Regions from separate parts of the Rattus norvegicus genome. Here region 2 is linked to region 1. The links are chromatin contacts, called in public Hi-C maps. All regions are on one chromosome and are shown on one strand. The core of a region is the stretch at or near the end of the contact, and the rest is flanking DNA. Distances in the headings are between cores, read along the strand shown. Region 1 overlaps LOC103693508 (a long non-coding RNA gene). Region 2 overlaps LOC103693508 (a long non-coding RNA gene).

What was found. Hi-C and Micro-C count contacts between places; a contact is called where the count stands out from the background.
Region 2: a contact with region 1 is called in a Hi-C map of kidney, with 2.0 times the contacts expected there. The contact joins two enhancer-like sites. A contact is called at or near these places in 3 of 12 Hi-C or Micro-C datasets (the A7r5 cell line, frontal cortex and kidney).

What each region holds. Positions count from the first base shown.
Region 1 is chr11:29,616,354-29,623,184 of GRCr8, reverse strand. The region is part of intron 5 of LOC103693508 (a long non-coding RNA gene); the gene reads right to left. Among named protein-coding and RNA genes, the nearest start is that of Mir99a, 68 kb to the left of the region's middle. Within about 2 kb of position 3,959, at least 44 of the 93 cell types and tissues checked have an H3K27ac peak or open chromatin away from gene starts, as enhancers often do.
Region 2 is chr11:29,725,368-29,732,198 of GRCr8, reverse strand. It overlaps LOC103693508 (a long non-coding RNA gene), which reads right to left. Exons shown (of 9, transcript XR_010056223.1): 8 at 1-6,831. Among named protein-coding and RNA genes, the nearest start is that of Mir125b2, 3.8 kb to the left of the region's middle. Within about 2 kb of position 2,433, at least 37 of the 93 cell types and tissues checked have an H3K27ac peak or open chromatin away from gene starts, as enhancers often do.

The DNA.
Region 1 (6,831 bases), core at 2,710-5,209:
GCATCTCTTCGTTTCCAGAGATCACCAGTTGGCTAGAATAGCTGATCATAATGTATCAGGAATCAGCCTGCCTCCTCCCACACCGTGCTGAATTTATACACCTTTGCTACAAGGTTTCTATTGACGTTGTTATTGATTATTATTTTTTTTTTTTTTTTTTACCACCACAACTACATCTGCTTTGAATAAACTGAGGGCCAAATTCTCTGAGAGCTTTCTTCTTCAGAAAATGTGCTGGTCCCACTGTTTAACCAAGACTGAGTTTATGTAAATTATTGTTCCTGAGCTTTCAAAGGACCTGGAAACTATCATTCACTCAATGCTTATTTTTTGAACACCAATTTAAGATGTTAAGTTGGTTGTCTCTCTAAAATTTAATCTTGTTCAGTATAAAATATCAAGGTCAGAAGCCTCGTTATAGTTCCCTTTGAGTGAGCAACACTCGGTGCTAATTAATATATTTGGTACTCAATAAATGTTTGTCAATCAGCAGCCCTGACCTGATTTCACCAGACTGAGCTTAAACTATCCTGACTTAGGATCAAAATGAATAAGTTCCAAGCATTCCATTACTTGGTACACAGAGTTCAAATTAGCTCAAATTATTAAGATAAAACTAATAAATCTGAAATTGACTGGACTCTAAATCCAAGCTCAATTCCAGATAGATTATGATCAAGACACAGAAGAAAGTGTACTACAATAATGAAGAGGAAGGACACTCCCAACACCTGGAAGAGTTTTGGCAGCCACGATGGCAGGGTCGGATTCCATCTCAGGGATTCTATTCGAGGATGACTTCCCTCCCAAAATCCTTTCAGTCGCCTTTACAAAATCCTGGGGAAAAGAGGGTTTGGTTCTCTTCTCACTATAAATTCAAAGAAACCATTTCCTTTTTCTTGTCGTTGTTCATTTTATAGAATAGGAAAGCAAATAAGAGGGGGGAAATGGGACATAATGATAATATGTTTTGATGTCAATTCAAACAAAACATTATGCAGATGCCTCAAGTTCTCATGTTTCCTCCACTAATCTACATGTGTTCACAAACCACACACACACACACACACACACACACACACACACACACAACTCACTTGAGATGTTTTTGGCTAAAACATATACTAATTTGAGATTTTCAGATAGATATCTAAGTCAGTGTTAATTTAATAAAACATACTGAAATTTCCCTGACTACTGTCTGGATAGCAAGAAAAGTAGGTTTGTGAATGTCCCCAAACATGTTCAAAGACTACAGAATGCCATTTATTTGACTTATTGTTGTCTACTATGCATACAAGTCTCTGTCTTTCTCATGGGCTGAAATACAGAATTAGAGACAATGCTTGCCCCATGCCCAAGTATTCATCATGTGCTTAATAAGTGTTTACAATCTTTTTTATGTTGAGCAAGTTCTTCTAAGAATCATTTTGCAATTTTAAATGAATGTAAATATTACCTGGCACAGGAAGTTTTTTTTCAGAATTAAAGTTTAAATAATTGCTTTGTATACAGATATGTAGCTATGGATATGCAAACTCAGAGCTAGACTTTATGTTCAAAGAATAATTCTACCTGCATGTTACAACTAGTATATCTTGGATTGTCTATTTCTAATATTATTTCTATAGATTCTAAAAAAAGAAAAATGAAAAACCTTGCCTTGGATTCCCTGTGAAGAGGGTTCAGTGGCTTTTTTTTTTTTTAGTTCATGCATCTACTTCAGAAATAAAGAAGCTGAGTTTCCAACAGTTTGACTGACATGTTTGTGACTGACCTATAAATTTATTTATGAATTCCATTTTTAATAAGTGAGGATTCTTCCTGTTGATTCTTTAAATACTAGTGTTATTTACAGCATCCTCTACACCAAAAACACTATCTTTGGCTGCCTGGCAAGTGTTTTCCAGAGAGAGTCTGCAGGTTTCTCAGATGCTAAGCCTTCTGCTGTGTTTTGCTTTGTTCCTGTGCCCACTCCTCAAAGGCTTGCTCAAATGCAACTCCTTCTTAATGATGTCTTCTTTGGTCATCCCAGCTGGAAGCGATCTCTACCTCCTCTGATCCACTACAGCAATTATCACATTCAGCCTTGTAATTCAATATGGCTTAGTGGAAAATCATGTGTGGATGAATGCTAGGATTCAGTAGAAAGAGGCTCAGATTTTGGCTTTGCTCCTCATAGGAAAAATAGATGGACATGTCTGTCAGCTTCCACAAGTCAGAGTACAGGATTAGTTAAACAATCTTAATGAAATTTATGTTTGATCTTCCAGCAATATCGTAAGGGATTATAAAAACCAGACAGATACATTTGGAATAGATATGTCATCCAATTATCAATTTTGTATGAAAAGGCTTCAATATACTGTCTCTTGAATTATCCTTTTCTTAAATTTGAGAGCCACATACACATTTATGTGTTTATATACATAGACCTATGCCTCAAACAACATTCATATGCTTCAAACATGATCCACAGATACCATTGTGCTGGGCTTTGTATTCCATTGCGTCATCATACTTCTATATCCCATACTACTGTAATAGTACTGTAAAATGGTGGAGCGCCGAGTGAATGAACACATGATAGGAAAGCATCGGATTGATTATTATCCTCATTGAAAATTTTACTGCCAAGGTGACGACGTTAGAGATACTCAGTAACAGCTCAGCACTATTTCAATAGAATAAGCTATTTCTATCATGGTAATCCATCTAAAAATGAAGAGGAGTGTGCTCTCTAGGCAAGATCAATTTATATCTTTTCATCAAGAAATACACATTTGACTAATTACTGGGCTGTCTATGAATCTGTATCAAATAAGATTAAGATTTTACTAAAATGTTTATAATCAACATAAATATATCTGGACCCTCTGCAAAAATTGTTCAATCAACACGAGAGCATGTGATTCTCACTATGAGGCACATTGTCTGACTGTTTATCTGTCTGTCTGTCTGTGTTTCGGCTCGATAATCATGACCCTGCCATACACAAAGCCATCTAATAACTGTGGAAGAATTACAAATGTCTGCCACATGGGCTACTGCTATGCATATGGAAATGCTCAGCCCTATAACTGGGAAGCAGTACAATCAACATAAGCAGATTCATGCTTTTATTTTATTTTATTTTATTTATTTTTTAAAGTGTATATGCTCAACGATTCCTTTGTTTTGTGACAAGTGCAATGTGAGGACCCTTGAAACCCTCATTTATCATTGCTCCTTCTCGCACCCCTCTTTCTTTTCTGGTGATTTTTTTAAAGGCTTATGATCTCGACTGGATAAGAAGACATTTGAGGTCGAGAGCTGTGGAGGTTCAGGGTGGGAGGGAGACGGCTATTTTGAACCTTCTGACGGTGAGGTTTCGTTCACTAAGGAGCTCTCTGTGGGTTTCTGGCATTGTAAGTGTTTTGTCTGCTTGCAAGTGAGCAGCTGATGGACGGGGAAAGTGTTCATTGATTTGTAGTGCCTGCACTGCAGCCAACCAGCACTAGAATGAGGAGGCAGCATCATGAATCTCTCAACTATGCATATTTATATGCAGCTGCTGAACTTCTAAACCTCCTGTGAATACAAAGTACTTGTGTGGCCACCAGTTCGCACAATGCCGTCCTGCTGCATGTTCTGATATAACTACTGTACAGGAGAATGGATGTGGGAGAGAGGCTTTGTGGGATACAGAAAGGAGAGGTAAGGGTGGTGGGGGAAAACGAGCCTTGTACAATGTCTCCTTCTTAGATAGCCACGGAAATGAAGTGCGTGTGGGAACAAGCAGGATACATTCTAATAAATGCTCTCCTAGCCTGAATCTCGAGGTCCACAATTGATTAATGGAAACAAAATCCTTTAAAGATTGATGTTTTCTGTGAGCTAAGCTTTGAGACTCCCTGATGATGATGTGGTTAAAATATGCTGGCACCATTGAAATCATCACAGCGATGAGCTGTGCGCATGAGAAAGTACCTCCCCTGAGTAAATCACAGCTTCGCATTGGGAGAGATGGATGAGACAGTATAAAGGGAGGGAGGGGTAAGGGGAGGAAGATATAAAGAGTCATTAATTTTATTGGGAAAAATTAAGTAAAGTGAAATGTAGGAGGATGTTAAGAAAAAAATAGATAAAGGAGCATACATTTGTGAATGAGGATGTAGTGGGAGGGGTAGGAACAAGGCAGAAAAGGGACAGCGGAAGTTGGAAGACCTGAAAATTCAGAAAATATGAAGGACTGTAAATAGGAGAGAGACAATAGGGAAAGGAAACAGACAAGCAAAAACTGTCATCGGTACAGGACACTTCTTTTCCACAGGACACATTCTTTACCTAGGAAAGATGCATTTTATATAATGCAGAATAAGTCACAGATTTTTATAAAGGTGACTAAATTTAATAAGACTAAAGTTTGCAAGCAGAATAAATCTGTAAATTTGGAGATTCTTATTCCCAATGATTAAAATGTATTTTCTAGGTTTTTAAAGGCATTTAATTAAAGATAAGAGAATTGGGTTGGGGAATGTTTGCAAAATTAAAAATCATATTGAAATATCATCTGTTGTGAAATTATATCCATTTGGAAAGTTCTGAAGACCAAACTCAGGCCAATGTTGTCAACCACAAGAATACCATGGGTCCTCCAAGGAGAGCTCATTTTGCCATGACATTAGGGCCTGTCTGCAGCTGAAGTTTTATCAAAGAATCATAGAAGGAAAAATCAAATTCAATGGCTAGGTAAAGTTTCACTCCATTATCAAAAGCAAGCTTTCTAGGTTTCTTCATAGAGTTATGGCATTCATTCGGACCAAAGTGCAGCTGCTCTTTTGACCATAACATAAAATGGCCTGCTTCCAAGTCCTTCTCTCCGAGGTTTAAGGAAAGTTGTCAAGCCTTAACTCCCAAAGGCTTAGGAAAATGGATGGATTTTGAATGTTAAAAGGCCAGAACATATTCAGGATTAGTATTCGATTACAGCATGTCCAGATTTTTAAAACAATATCCAAAACCTCAAATTTATTAATAATTAATATCTTCTGGTACACATAGGCACACACACATAAACACACACCCATACACACATACACACACACACACACACACACACACACACACACACACACACACACACAAGCTTACCCTACAGTTTAGTGATGTTGAACTCTCTCCAAGAAATGTTCTCCCCCTAGTGGTGAGTCAGCACAAAGTGCCGTCTCTAATTGTAAGCCTAATTTCTCGGTATTTATTTACCAGAGTTGGTGCTAAGTGTATAAAACATAACGGGAATTTTACTTTTCTCGTTGAAAAAACTAGGAAAGCAATATTCTTGTTATTTTGTCTTTTTTTTCCGGAGCTGAGGAACGAGCCCAGGGCTTTGCACTTGCTAGGCAAGCACTCTACCACTGAGCTAAATCCCCAACCCCAGAAAGCAATATTCTTGATTTTAGCAGAATATTTTTCTTTTTTAAAATTTAAATTATTTAACCTTTAGCAGAGTTATGTAACTATTATAAACTCATCAATGTGCATATGCACATTGCTACAAGGATGTTTCTGAGGTTCTAAAAGGACATATTAAGTTGCTCCTCCTTTAATCAGATACGTTTTGGGTTTTACTTTCAAAGTATTTGTAAATTATCTCCAAAGACAAACTAAACCCGAATGCTAGAGGCATAGAAGGCAAACTACCAGGATTTATTCTTTTTTTTTCATCTCTATTAAATTGGGTATTTCTTATTTACATTTCAATTATTATTCCCTTTCCCGGTTTCCAGGCCAACATCCCCCTAACCCCTCCCCCTCTCCTTCTATATGGGTGTTCCCCTCCTCATCCTCCCCTATTACCACTCTCCCCCCAACAATCATGTTCACTGGGGATTCAGTCTTGGTAGCACCAAGGGCTTCCCCTTCCACTGGTGCTCTTACTAGGATATTCATTGCTACCTATGAGGTCAGAGTCCAGGGTCAGTCCATGTATAGTCTTTGGGTAGTGGCTTAGTCCCTGGAAGCTCTGGTTGCTTGGCATTGTTGTTCATATGGGGTCTCTTATTTCTCCTCTACAGGCTTAATCATAACATCCTCATCCTGCCCTGATGAAATATCAAGAACTCTTATTGCTCATGCTCTCAGCCTAGATAGCACAGAGTAGAGAAACCATTGAGAGCTTTTGTTTTGATAATTTATCACATCAAGCAATGATCGTGGATGGGTGAAAGATACAGTGGCTTGTTTACATGACAATCTGAGTTCAGGTCTTCCCTGAGAAATTATTTGTGAAAATTCTGATTATTATTTGATTATTCCAAAACCCAAGCCAAAATGAAATCTTGGTTTACATTTAGATCTCTAATGCTGGGTTGGAAGTTTTCTCTGTTCAACATGGAGGTGCACTAAGGCTTCCAAAGTTTTCGGCCATTAGATGTAGTTAATGGAGGAAAACCAATTTCAGACTGGGTGGCCAGAATTTGAGAGTTAAAGAGGAAAGATGAAAATATGGTGAGAAATTCTTCTGGGTGTTTCAAAGTTAACCAACTATTATTACCCTTTTCATAGTTACATGGCATTGAGCAGGTGGCAGTATTTTTGAATACTTCTTTAAATATCATACTATGTCCAGTTAGATTAAATCACTTACACATCCAAAGTAAAAGACGAACCTTTTGAGAATCTGAGGAAAGCCACAAATGTGCTCCCCATTAAAATTTTATATCCCATAGTGATTTGCATATGATTTTAGGGTTTCATGAATTGCTTAAAAGCTGTCTGTGGGTGAGAATAAACTCGGTACAAAAAGTTTTGGACAATTTTCTACTTGTCGATCGATATAAATTTGCTAAA
Region 2 (6,831 bases), core at 1,184-3,683, 110 kb before region 1:
TTTATATATCACAACTGTTAACAGTGGGCCCAGGATATACAACACTTAAAAAAAATCTCATTTAAATGTATACTATTACAGTTAAGATTAAAAAAACTTTTGTATGTCATAATTTAATACTTATTCATGTCGATTTTTCTCTTTAAATATACAAACTATTCAGACAGCAAATATTTTCATGCACACTTCATAGTTATTCAAGCAAGACTACCTAACAAGCATGTAACTTAAATTCCTGGCAACATAGTAAGAAAAAAAAAAGGATTCTTTCCTTTGAATAATTACATTATAAAGTTCACTACTTTTGAAAATACACAATCTCAATCCTGTATATGCATCAAATTCTCTCCCATCTTTTTAGCCTTGTGGTTCAGGAGCAGAATCAGTACTTTAGGAATGGTCTAGGGTTTAGTAGCACAGAAGGCAGGGTAAAACAATCACACTTAGCACGGCATAAAACTCCTGGCCACATAAGTGGAATCTGGTTCTTCTGAAGTAGTTGATCTTAAAAGGGAAAAGAGGAGGTTAGAAAGGGAGAGACAGAGACAGAGACAGAGACAGAGACAGAGACAGAGAGAGAGAGAGAGAGAGAGAGAGAGAGAGAGAGAGAATGGAACGATTTAGAGTGTTTTCCTCTAGGCAGGTGAATCATCCACTCCCAGGCAAAGCTGCAAGGAAAGCTAGGCTGAACAAAATATTTGCTAAGTGTTCCCCTCCCCCACCCTAGTACCACACCCCTTTCTAACCACCCACCCCCCTTCGCCCCTGCCCAGATCTTTACTTTGCCTTGTAAGACTTAAACATTCTGTTCCGTGATGTAATGCATCATTATATAAGATCTCTTTCTGTTTATCATTTGATTTCCCCATACTGAATCACTTATGGACCCAAATAAATAGTTTAAAAAAAAAATCCAAAAGAAACAACCAAAAACCAGCATTCACAAAAAGCAAAAAGAAAAAAGAAAAAGAGATAAAATAAAACAGTACTTATATAAAAGTCCATGCTTTTCCTTAGAACTGAATATGGCTTTACAATTTTTGACCATAGCATTCAACCAATTATTAGAATGAAAAATCTCACCCCTCCATAAATATGACATTAACATAATTATACCACCCCCATCACGGAGACCCATCTTCCTTAGGGAATACATCTGATGCTCCAAAGATGGAAATCAGTCAGATTTTAGTTGCTCTCCAACGTACCTTTGCTTCTCACTGACTGACTGGCTTTTACCCTCCACGCACTCACACGCCACCCCCTCCCCTCGGCTAGACACGGATGCCCGAGCGAGCACGCGCGCGCGCACAGGCATACAGACACGCGGAGAGTCGGGCTAGCATCTGATGCTGACTCAGAGCGCTTCTGTGTGCAAGGGGTGGCGGCGGCTGGTATTTTCACTGCGCTCATCATTAACATTAACGCACAGTCTGGCATCCACCCTCTCCCAGACCTGCTGGACTGCGGCATTTGCATGACGCTGTCACTGTAGCCTCTGCAGGTCAGATGATGGAAGGAAATGGGGAGAAAGAGAGAGAGGGAGAGAGCAAAGGAAAAAAAAAAGCCTCGAGATTCTCCTAGGAAATGCCTTCGTTTCGTTCTTATTTTTCCACCTTTGTACTTCCTCTGTGGCTGTTTCTCAGCTGTTTGACATCTTCCCGGAAGAAAATGTCTTGTGCTTCAACGAGCCAGTCGCCAGTTAGTGCTCCCCTCCCCTGCCGCTAATCCCCACCCTTTTCCTTGCTAATCAATAAGACAGATCTGCAAGAGCAGCGTGGAAACAGACTCAGGCACAGTCTCTCGGCCGGGTCCCCACCTAAGGAAGCAGCCAGGCAGGCTCACACACACGTGACACAGGAAAAAAAAAATACCAGCAGTTTCTTAACAGTCTCAGACTTTATTCTGCGGTTTCTCGGTTTCATTTTCTTTCCCTCTTTGACTGAAGGAAGGGCAAAAGAGAGAAGAGAGTCTATCTGTTTTTATGTGAAGACCCCACCCAGCATCAGACACCCATGCACCGGTAGGGCTGGGTGTGTAAAGACCAATCCTTTCTAGTCAAAAAAAAAAAACCTGGAATTTTAATCGAAGTTATAGCTTCATGTTTTTATTAGCTATGCTCTCATTTCGTAGGAATTAAAAGACAAGACTTGCCAAGATCTGACTCATCAATGTGATTTAAACTGTGTTGACAACTTGGTAGAATGAGATTGACTAACTGAATATTAGTACATTTTAATTTTAACGACTTTTAAAAATATTAATAAAGGACTGTTCGTGAATATGTACGCTGTAGAAGTGTTCTGGTTCTGCATATTAAGGACTAGACATGTAGTTCTAAGTAAAATGTGGATTCCTGTGCATCTGTACACTGTTACTAAAAGAGCTAAAACATTTGGCCATGGCTGTGCTGGTGTTTCACAACATACAAGGCACCGGTTCCTTTGTTCTTCAATAGCTCCCTGTGATGACAGTGTGGTAAACTGCTACCTTCCCTTTCTACACTAGCAGTATTTCTGAATTACTTGCCGGGCAGAACTAGCTATTGGTGACTGTACAGCATACAAAAAAAAAAAAAAAAAAAAAAAAAGGCATACAAAAGGGAAGCAAATATCACCATCCTCCAGCCAATGCTGGCTGGTGCTGCAAATATGTCAGTTTACTCTCACAGACAATCCCAGCATGCAACGCGGCACTGCAGGACCAACTAAGGTAGCAGTTTGGCAACAGATCTGTGGTAACAACAAACGCAAAGAACAACCAGCCATTCGCTGAGCTTCCAAAGAAAACATCCCACGATCCATAAAGAGATGCAAGTAAAAATCAGCTCGTACAGGCTTCTGATTTGAAAGAAAAAGGAAAAGGGAACTGGGGTGGGGTGGAATGGGTTGGGCTGGAGGGGGGGCAGCAGACCCCAAGCACAAAGACCGACTGAAAAAGAAAAGGAAAAAGAAGTGTCCACCAGTAGGAAACAGGATGTTGAGTGCATACTCTCAGGAGAAAGGAAAAAAAAAAAAGGCAGGAAGGGAAAGGATGGGAGAAGTCGAAGAAAAAAGAGATGAAATGGATACCCAGAGAAAGAAAGGCGGGAAGGAACAGAGCCATCGTGTTGTTAACCGTCACAGAGAATATGAAGTATGATTTCTGAGTCTGGAGATCGTGAATGACTCAAGCTCAGAATCGGATGAGACGTTGAAATAAAGACAGACACCCACAGGTTCGTGTAGCACACTTATTTGCCAGTGGTAGCAAGAAGCCTGCAGAATCTGTCCCGTCTTATGCCTTAGCTGATTGCCTCTCTCTCCTTGATCAACTTTATTTTGATTTTTTAACTCTCTTGCATCTGTGCATTCTTGATGCTGCCTTTGTTCCCCCAAATAGTTACCCACAACACTCTTGGTGAATTAGTGTCATGACTTTGCTATGGCTACCAGATCTAAAGGCTCAACTACTTTAATAAATGAACTGTGCTTACAGCAACTGACCACTGATATCCAACTCTGTAGACCTTGCACACAAACATCCACTTGTAGCTGTTGGGACATGATAGAGCGAAGTCCCATTCAACTTTTCCCCTTAATCTATGGCATTTCTTTCTTTACATCTAGACAAGCATACAGGGCTTGACTCCACAGAAAGCACAAACATATGAACTAAGGAGTTGAGAAGATCAAAGCAATAAGCATTGGAAGGAAAATAATTATTACTGAATGATTATGGGTTACAATGTTTCTATTCAGACATGGGTTAGCCAGTTCCAAGTGGCCAGCCTCTGTCAGGACCTCTCTTAGGGCCAATAGGAAGGCACGTTTGGCTACATCAACATTTATGTGTGAAAGAAACTGTTAAAATCCAACAGTGTGGTAACTAACATCATAGATCCAAGCTTGAGGTCCTTACTACCTTTCAGCTTCTAAGCAACTAATCCCTAGATCAGGATTTATGCAGCAACCACAGGAAAAGTATTTATATCGAAAAACTTTGACTTCGTGTCTGCGTTTAATTTGAAACATGGATCGCATGTACAATCGTGGAGTATCAATTATTTTCAAATATTATTGGAGATTTATTTTCTAACTTTTTAAAAAGTCAAAACTACTCTGATTCTATGATAAATTATTTATCAAATTAAAGGAAGTAGGGCTTTGAAATAATATAGTCTGCCTACTCTTTTCCTACAGGACAAAAATGTCTTATTTCTTCTAAAGGGTATGCAAAATTAGTGTTGTGAGAATCATACTAATTTAATGTATGAGGTTTGTAATAAGGCAGACAGATGACATTAAAATGATGCCTAATTTATATTTTGATCTAAACAATCATGGATGTATAGACACACTATATTATACACCTGCTGAATGTGTTTTGGCCATATTTACTTGTATTCTGAAATCAGCTACAACCAGGAATCTGTAATATGAATTAAAATCAAACAGAAGTCCGAGTTCATTGTCTCTGCTCCTGGGTCTACATCTCCGATGGATAGTATATGTGACTAGGAATCTACCATTTTGAACAATGTGAATTTAACGTATTTTCTAACTCTACGGAGAGCTTATTGTTCAATTCTGACTTAGTCCATCCCTCTGCAAAGGGTGACAGAGGAGTTCATCACTGGGTCCCAGTGCTTTCCTTCCGCTGTCTTTTAGGAGACACAAACTGTATTGATTTCAGGGATCTAAAATTAAAAGTACTTCTTTTTGACTGAAGAACTTTTCTTTCTTATTTTGGCTAAGGCGGTTCTATTAATTAATAGCTTTTAAAAAATATAAGATGACTTATGGAGGAAGAGTCGCACAAAACTAAGCTTCTCCCCTTCCCTACCCCCAAATAAAACAAAGATTTAAAAAAATCAGAAGACTGAAAAATCTGTTCCTTCTGTGGGCTCTGAGAACCTCAGCCATGCTTATTTGTCTAACCTTTCCAGGATGGAGAGCCATGGGCTCTCCACTGCCAAGCAACACAAATCAGAGTTCTGCTTTCCAGAAGGCATGGAGTAGTAGTGGGAGAAGCAGAAACACAGAGAGCTTTTTTTTTCCAGTCTGTATTCACATTAGAAAGGAATAGCAGAAACTGAAATGAAAAGAAAAAGGTCTCTATTTTTTTTCAGAGAAAATAATGAATAACCAAATGATAAAGAGATAAGAATTCGATGTCTGTGAATTGATGTTGGTCCGGATACGAATTTTCTATGAAATAAAACACCCGGTGTTCTTGTTTGTGTAAGTAAGATACGTCTGAGTGGGAATTAGATCCCAAATCAGATTTCAAGGAAAGTTGAAATACACTAAAATAAAAATGTATATTGAAATCATTGTAATGAAGAATAATGTTTGCTTTTAGCCAAAGGAAAATATATGATTCACTTTTCTTTAATAATTTTGCTGTTGGGGGAGAGAACAGCTTTGTTTAAATCAGACACCTGATAAGTGGGATGCCAAATGTTGGCTGATCTCTCTCTCTCTCTCTCTCTCTCTCTCTCTCTCTCTCTCTCTCTCTCCTTACCTCCCTCTTCTCTCCCCCTCCCCCTCTCCCTCTCACTATATAACTGCTATGTATCACAATTCACAAAATAACAATCACAGAGATTTCTCCTACTTTCCGAAATGATCCTGGAATGGAAGTCTCATATCCTTCTTTTATTAATTAATTTAAAATGACTTCACTGATGTAATCTTTTCTATGTATCCACATCTACTTTCCCTTTCTCTTTCAGCTTTCTTGGAAGTGAGCAACCTGTTCTTGGTTTCAACCTCCATCATATCCACAGGAGGACTGCATTAGGGTCCTACCAGTGAGACTAGTCAGACCGAGCCAGGGGAAGGCAGGACCGGGCATGAACTTGAAGGAGGTTTTAAAGCCAATGGGCTTTTGCCCTATAGTGTATTCACCCGAGAAGACAGTTCTTAAGGCTGAAGGTGGGAATCCCTCTTTCAGTTAACAAGGTAACTTATTGTAAGGTGGGGCTGCTGGAAGGACAAAGCACCAGCCTACATCAAGTCATACTCAAACATGGCAGCATACATTAGAGCAGTTATAAGTCTAGTCATACTAACAGCAAACATGTTTCTATGACATTTCTGAGCTTGCTGTCGGGACAGAGAGAAAGAATGGATCTTAGCTTTTAAAGACATGATATAAGCAGAAAGAAAATTGATAGCAAATCACTTTGGGATGAGTGGTGTATTGAGAGTTGTAATGTCAAGGCACAATCAAGAACAATTATAATAACTTATCTTTTAATTAATTCTACTGTAGGAAAGAGTCACTTTCTGTCTGGCGCACCTATGCCTTGATAAAACATGAGGGTTGGGGTGGTAATTAAATAACTTCTCTAAATCTTGGCTAACCAAGATGCGGTGCCAGCTCACGAGCTAATAACGCTCATTGTCTTAGAAAAATCATGGATCTTAAGAACTTCAATTTTCTAATCTTGAAAATTAGGAGTGAGAACCAGATTACCGCCAAGGTGTAACTACGCTGGAAATAAGTGCAGGTGGGTGCTGGTCACTGTTACCTAGGATTGTTTTGTGTGCCTCTGTGGTTGTGCCACTTCAGTGTTGTTCTTGTCACCAGGAAGCTAGAGAGACCTTCTTCTGAAGTCCTTCACAGCTGATCTGAGGACATAACCTCAGAGCTGTTATGACATCAGGTGCAGAAGATGGCAACATCAAAACTATGGACTAAAACTTCTACATGAGTTGGCTACTCACATTAATGTCTTCAATTGTTTGAAATGGTATCTAAGATATATTTTTATTACATTTATAACTGGAGAGATATTGTTTATTAATATGAAAGTGAATATATATGTGGTATCACAATACATAT